2 separate regions of the Zea mays genome follow, and region 2 is linked to region 1. The links are chromatin contacts, called in public Hi-C maps. All regions are on one chromosome and are shown on one strand. Each heading gives the region's core, a stretch centred on a gene start, on an enhancer-like site or on the middle of the called end of the contact. The rest is flanking DNA. Distances are from core to core; before and after follow the strand shown.

Region 1 (3,819 bases), core at 57-2,556:
AAGAGCAACAAATGAAACATAGGTTTTAAAAGTTTCAATTAGCTTAACCACATGCTCATTGTAAAGCTTGACAATGTCTCTAGTAGTGGTCTATCTAGAAGACTCGATAAATTTAGGATTATGGGCATTACTAATGTACTCCTGAAAACATCAGACTCTCCAAACCATAGAGGTAGGTCCTCTTTAGCTATTAGCTGACAGAGTTCAGTACGTGCTACAGAAGGAGAATACGCCCAATGTTTCAAGGAACCATCAGAATTATACTTGAGCATATATTGAACTATACTAGTGCACTATTATTCTTTCTTAGCAGAGCAATTATGACGAAGCAAGTGGCCAGTTCTAGAACTAGATTTACCACTTAATGTAACCTTGCAGTACTTGCAAACGACGTCATACCTTACCCTCTTACCATTGACGAGGTGGGTCAGTTCATCGAAGTCCTTCCACCCTTTAGATCTGGCAGGACACTTACTACAACTCGTGGTAGCGGTGCTTGTGCCGGTCGGTATCAGGCTCGTGGAGCCTATCACAGTCTGACCACCGGCAACAGCACCAAGGAGCTCATTATCGTTGTCGATGTCGATGGCAGCACTGCTGCCGAACAGGGCCCGAGCATCCTTTGCTTCGTTATGGTCTTCGAGCCGGTGCTCCTCATCCACAACGGCCGGTTGAAGGTCATCGTCAATGCCGTAGATGACTGGCTCCTCGTCGGCGACTATGATCTCTCGACGGCTACGTGACACCGGCACAATTGCACAAGAACATGTATGAGACCGATAACTACAAGATTCATCACATCCAAGAGATTAAAATCAAGATCTATGACAAAAGAAGGGGATGGGGATTAGGGTTTGGGATCTCACCTGCGTAGCCGGAGCACCTGAGTCGCTTGAGAGCACAACCGTGAGGAGGAACACCACATTCGTTGACTAGTTAGGCTAGGAGGAGCCAGGATGGGGATTAGGGGTCGGGATGTGAGGACATGGAAGAGGATGAGGAGAAGCAGAAGAGAATCGAGAGTATAGATGTCCAAACAAGTCGTCGCTGGGAGAGGGGAATTTCGCCGATCGCCAGGAGCAGGAGGGAGGGATTAGGATTATGGTTTCGAGTGCCAGAAATGAGTGAGTGTGGGGCCACGTGGGGGGCGTCGGTGTTATGCATGTGTAGGGCATCGGGGGAGTCGAGTTGGTGTTGTGCCTCCTGTTGTTCTGTGCCAAGCCAGATCGAGCACGACGTGCTAGCCTTGAGCCTAAACACGGCACGATCGCTGTGCCGGTCCAGCTTAAGAACGATGCACAATGGATCGTGTCGGAAAGTACCGAGCTAAAATAGTGCAGGGAAAAAATGGCTCATGGAGAAATTCCCTACTAATTCGGCCAACCTCTATACCAGTCAACCTTCCCGCAAAACAATCGGACTCCACGCGGGGGCCGCATGCAGAAAGACAAAACACAAGTGGGACAAGCTTTTATAACCCTGTATGTGGGCCCCTTCAAGATCTGCATCGCCGGCCTCGAGTGAAGAGTCGCCGTCCCGCTCCGGCGACAACACCGGCAAGACAGCCCAGCGATCCCCGACAACCAGCTAGCCGCTGCAGCAGTAGTGGCCTTCTTATCGTCGTGGTACGCCTCATTTCTCCGACGGTGGAATTGTCGCTTAACATTGGGGCGCGCTGGGGGTTGAGGGCGCCGTGGATCAGCCGCTCGTATGAGATTCGATTGGGCGGTGCGGACTCCACGTCGCTTAAATCCTACAGAAATTGCGTGCGAGCGTCCAATCGATCTCCCCGATCGACCGGACACCGTGGATATAGCCTCAAATTTCGTGTCTGCGATGCAAGCTCGGGATTCCTGATTTCTATATAAGGCCAATAATGCATGTTGTTGAGTTAATTGCTTGATTCTCACCTCATTCAGCCCTGATCTGTCGTATCCAACACCATATAGGATCGCAAAGACATTCTGATTCCTCATCACCCAAGATCTCGGTGCTAGCTATCACACTGTGGGCCAATGGCTAGCTCTGCTGCTCTAGTTATAGGATATTCTTACAGCCCGCCCGTCTTGCAAAACCGTGTTAGACCTCATTTTCCAGGCTCACATATAAGCCAATTGGTCGGCTGTGCTCCTGTTTGTGGCCGAGCTGGCGAGCTGTCTATTTCTTTTTTCCATGAAAGATGATTATGCAAGGCCTAGTGCTCCTCTGTGTTGCAAGGTTCCAGAAGGCTTGCTCTGATGGTTGCCACTGTGGGGGCATTTCTTCTGCTATTGTACACTCGAGAATTTTTAGTTTCAAAAAAGACAAGGCAACTTCTTATATGCTAAACACCACACCACAAGTATATAGTGGGTCCTAAGGCACTACTTGTTATCCATTTGTATCAAACATAATCTGAATATGCTATACAATGTGATAAATTATATGAAGATGGAAATGTTATAAAAAATAGGTACTGGGAGGAGACTATAGAGATATACAATTTTTTTTTGGCAATGAGAGAAATATTTGGAGCAAAGGAGAGAAGGAAGAAAACAAAAGGCAAGCTATTGAGCAACCATCATGCTCATGTCTTATCAAGATGTTGATAACTTCCTTTTGAACATCTTATCTTTTTTTTTCAGATTAGATGTCATGTGTCAAAAGTATTCAATTTAATTCTTTTCATATATTTACCTTCCAGTTCCAAGTATCTTGACATGAATGATATTTTCTGACATCAAATTGACCAGTACTCTAAATGAAAATCTAGCCATGTCATTGTGACACTAACTATCATCAGCTCCACCAATTATTTCAGGTTATACCGCCATGGATGAGACAACTGATGCAAGCACTTCGTTGAAACTCCATACAAGATTGAGACTCTGGGAGTTTCCTGACTGTTATATATTTGAACCAATTGATGGCCTGGCTGACTTGTACTTGTCAGTTAGCCGGGCCAGCGGAACAATGAATCTAGTTCAAGACTTGCCACCACGTGGACCCACTACAAAACATAAAGTTCAAACAGTATATGGTGTGATAGGAGTGCTCAAACTTGCAGTTGGATCATATTTTGTGGTGATCACGGATCGTGATTGTGTGGGATCCTACTTTGGACACGCAATTTTTAAAGTGACAGGACTAAAAGTTCTTCCCTGCAATAGTGCACATAACACCACCTCTGCTGAGCAGGTCTAACATATACTTCTTTTGTTCTCACCTAAGTTGTTTGTGGTGCTTTGCTTGCTTTTATGAATTGACTTCCAAAGTCCTTCAAGATTCCATTTGAACATCCAAATATGTTTCTGGCAGAAAAAAATGGAAACAGAATTCTCAGAACTCCTGGATGCTGCAGAGAGGACTATTGGCCTTCACTTTTCCTACGATATCAACCTAACACTTTCGTGAGTATCTTATTAACATTTTCAGACTTTCAGTTACATTCTTGAGCTCTACACTTGAAAAGTCTAAAAGCTTTAGCTTTTTCTAGGCAGAGAGAAGCTATAGCAGAATATGCATGTCTTAATTATTTAAGTATTTGGAATATTTCCTTGTATTGATTGCTTACCGCATGCTTGTCTTTGTCTGTTCTAATCCAGTGCACAGAGGCTACATGATCTAGGCGATGAGTATAGAGCTCTTCCTCTCTGGAGACAGGTTTTTTCGTTTTCCATTTCTAATTCTAATTCCAGAGCTTGATGTGACATAATCTGACTATTCCTTTTGACGACAAAGTTTGCATTCTCCTTCAACACCTAATCGAAGTGTGTCATTCTGCTGTTGGTAATGGCTAATGACTTTAGTAATCATAGTAGCACACTGCAAATTCACAAG
Region 2 (3,677 bases), core at 1,004-3,503, 260 kb before region 1:
CAATATACCAACGTATATATATTTCCATCATAAGGATAATATTGTAGATTTATCATAAAAAGAATTCAAAATTACCGATACTTAGTTGTTGCCGGCAATCCTCATATCCACATTTCTGACATCAACTGGAAACAATCTTGATGTGCACCTTTTTAGGCCTTCGTCAGGCTTTCATGGAGGGACTGCATCTAGCACCTTCGTGGTGCCTAGCCGCCTACTGCAAGATTTTAAGGAGACACTACACCTGGCTTCTTTGTTTGCAAGATTCTAGGTGGGCATGGACGCACCAGAACTTTTTTCTTCACCGTGCCTGAACCTTTTTCAAGCTTCCGTGGACACACCGGATCCATCCTCTTCCACTCACCGTCTGAAAGATGATTCCTCCATGGAGATCGTATCCGGTCCACCACGGTTGCCTCCCTCTTTGCCATTTGACCATTAATTAGAAAATCAGTACCTAGATCTTGGAGTATTGTTGTGTAGACTCTTGAAGTAAAAACAACAACAAACCAAAGATAGACGCGGTTGGGGCGGCAATCTTCTTCCTCCGCTGATCTAGCCCACACGCTTCTCCTTCTCCCGTGTCCCGTTCTGGAACCAGAACCTGTAGTACTGGAGGTTGTAGTGTTCCGCGAGGAGACTGTGGGGACAGCGTACGAGAGGAGCACCCGCTTCCTCTCCTCCTCCCCCGCCATCTCAAGAGATCTGGAGGCCATAGAACCATGGGCGGAGGGGGTCAGACTCGAAGCGCACTTCTGCAGGAACCTGGGCAGCTTCTCTCGTAGAGTTGCTAGTGGCAGCCCGCTCCAGCTTCTACACCCCCTAGAAAGCAAAGCAAAGAAACAGCGGGGGAGATGGGGGTCAACCGGCCCTCACACCACTATCTCCTCTGCTGCCAGCTTCCCCATGACGTTCCCGTCCTCGTCACTGCCCCCTTCGTCCGACTGGAGCTAGATGCCACAGGGCGCCCCCGCGCCAGCGCAGGCAGCGACGTACACGCGAGGGAGCGGGAGGTCGTCATGCGCGCGCAGTAGCGGTTGAACCCTCTGAGGAACTGGACCCACACGACACTCCCCTCCATTGCGGCGCCTCCGTGGCCGAACGAAGAACTGGGAGGCGATTGCGGGGATCTGGGCAGACAAAAGAAGGCAGACGGTGGTGTGAGGGCATCCGGTAGAGCGTTAGTGGCGGAGTGGGAGAAGGCGGCACAGAGGAACGGGAGGGAGAGAGCGACGAGGCGAGGGTCTCCTGCTCCCGATGCTCGTGCGCCTTTGGGGACGGGTTGCCGGAGGAGGACACACCCATGGCCATCGAGTGGGAGGAGTACAAATTTGTTGTGGCAGAGGGAGCGAGGCGGATGCGGACAGGGATGACTACGCCGCGCAGCGCGGACGGGCGAGTGGGTGGTACAAGATCTTAGAGCATAGATCTAGAGATCTGAGTAAATGACTCACCGAGGCAGCGAGAACTCACATGAAGACGAAGAAGGCGGAGGGCGGTCGCTTGGGCTTGCCGCTCGTGGCGGCCTTCTTGCGCTTGCTGGCGACGCCACCAGCCCGGAGCCTGCAACAACAACCAAGAGCACCGTCAAACTATCACAAGAAAAAAGAGGAGGTGGTGTAGGCGCGGAGATCCAACCAGCCCCAAATTGTATCCTTCAACGCACCTGATAGTAGACGAGCGCACGCTCGAGCTGGAGGTCGGAGTCGCCGGCGTACTTTCCGGTGTGGTCGATGCCGTGCTCGTCGCATATCGGCCATCGTGGAGGTGGGATTCGTGGGGGGTAGGAGGCGGCGGGAGGAGCTAGGGTGCTCGCACGGTTGGACGACCGGGTGGGGCGGGGCGATGCGTGGGGGTGAGAGTGCGCGCATCGGACGGCTGAGAGACTCTAGAGCGTATTGGACGGTTGAGATCGTCGGAAGGCAGAACAAAGCAGAGGCAGCCTACCCCTTAGAGCCTTAATAGGTAGTATAGATTATGAGAAATTATTTAGATCGTGATACATTAACACCTCTCGTATACACATTCTTCTGAGAAGAACGCCTCAATTTACCAAATCAACCCCACGAAAACCTGCAAATCACACCCGTGTCTGTACGCCACCCAGTTGCTTCTCTGTGTACTCTCCAACTCATCACCGGCTCCATCCTTGTCCTACACTGACCTCGTCCCCATCCCGCAACCGCAAGCAACCACCGATCCAGCCCGTTCGGCCTTTCGGTAAGCTCGGCCCCCGTCCAATCCTGGTTCCCGCGATTTCCTTCGTGCTAGGGTTTAGTCGGGATCGGCGTTCGTTTTCCCTAATTTCGGTGAATTTTCCGCTTCTTTTTAATATACTGTTTCTTCCTTCTCGGCGGTGGATAGGCGAATGGTGACGAACCAGGACGCGGAGGCGGCATCGGCGGCAGCCCCGGGGCCAGGGGCGACGGTGGACCCGATGCGCCTAGCGTCGCGGTGGCGGTCCCAGACGGAGTGGGACCGCGCGGTGCCGGAGCTGGAGGCTGAGCCGGAGCCGTCCGAGCTCAACACCGTCAACAGTTCGGGACTCTTCTCCGTCGTCTCTACGGACAAGTTGTCCGTGAAATACCTCGGCAGCCATCACCACGGCCACGACGTCGGTGTCGTGCAGGCCGACCGCCCCGCTCCCACGCGCCGGGCCGTGTACTACTTCGAGATGGCCGTCAGGAACGCGGGATACAAGGGGCAGACATCCATAGGGTTCACGAGCGAGAGCTTCAAGATGAGGCGACAACCGGGGTGAGGACCCTTGTATTGCTGCCCTATTTTTTCTGATTATATATGATTTGCATTTTCTGTTTTGTCATTTATCATGAAAGCTTAGGATGTAATTTCCAATAATTGCATCACTTGTATAAATTTGTGCACAATTTGTTCCAGAAATCTTCAAATGTTAGTTATGTGATCATGATTGGCTATTTGTCGTTAAGGTCATAAGGTGTTTTTCATGCTATAGCTAAATTTCTAACTGTATTGAAGAGGTTGGTTCTCGCAGACTGCCAGACTATTTCTGATTTATGGAATTTCTGCTGGTTAACTAGATTTCTCCTCTTTACTTTACATTTGAGCTGACCTCATATTGCAAATGCTAGTGTTTATGTGGCTTACTTGATTTTCTCTCTCTCAAATTTATCCTTTGTGTCCTTTGTTCTTTCCAGTTGGGAGTCAAACAGTTGTGGATACCATGGTGACGACGGCCACCTTTACCGGGGTCTAGGGAAAGGCGAACCGTTTGGGCCAAAATTCACATCTGGTGACATAATTGGCGCTGGCATCAACTACTTGTCACAGGAGTTCTTCTTCACGTAAGTTTGGGAGTTCTTAGTAAACTGATAGTGTTTGCTTGTTTGACTGGCTATTATTAACCTTCTAGGGCATTTTTTTCTTGGCTGAACATAGGATGCGAATATATTTGTATGTCACTTTGCCATAAATCTTTCTAGCTTTGCAAATATTCTTATCAGTACATCCGTAGAATGTCAATTCTTGAATTTAGGAAAAGAACCAAGTCTTTGTATATGCACCTGGTACCACTCTTTGGCGCTTTGCTAGTTTCGACATGCCAATGCCATTCTTTATGTTCAGGTTGGAATGTGATGTATTATTAGTTTTGTTTCTTTCTCTTGAGGATTTCACCTTATGCCCTCTATATTAAAGAA

What was found. A called contact is a pair of places that touch in the nucleus more often than the background predicts.
Region 2: a Hi-C map of leaf shows a contact between it and region 1, with 4 times the contacts expected there. The contact joins the promoter of LOC100273623 here to the promoter of LOC103653626 in region 1. A contact is called at or near these places in 4 of 25 Hi-C or Micro-C datasets (ear, leaf and tassel).

Annotation. Positions count from the first base shown.
Region 1 is chr4:121,195,544-121,199,362 of Zm-B73-REFERENCE-NAM-5.0, reverse strand. It overlaps LOC103653626 (phosphoinositide phosphatase SAC7), which reads left to right and starts at 1,306. Exons shown (of 19, transcript XM_008680470.4): 1 at 1,306-1,625; 2 at 2,801-3,177; 3 at 3,298-3,389; 4 at 3,585-3,642. The coding sequence starts at 2,812.
Region 2 is chr4:121,453,620-121,457,296 of Zm-B73-REFERENCE-NAM-5.0, reverse strand. LOC100273623 (putative SPRY-domain family protein) reads left to right here and starts at 2,253. Exons shown (of 10, transcript NM_001148039.1): 1 at 2,253-2,757; 2 at 3,177-3,323. The coding sequence starts at 2,369.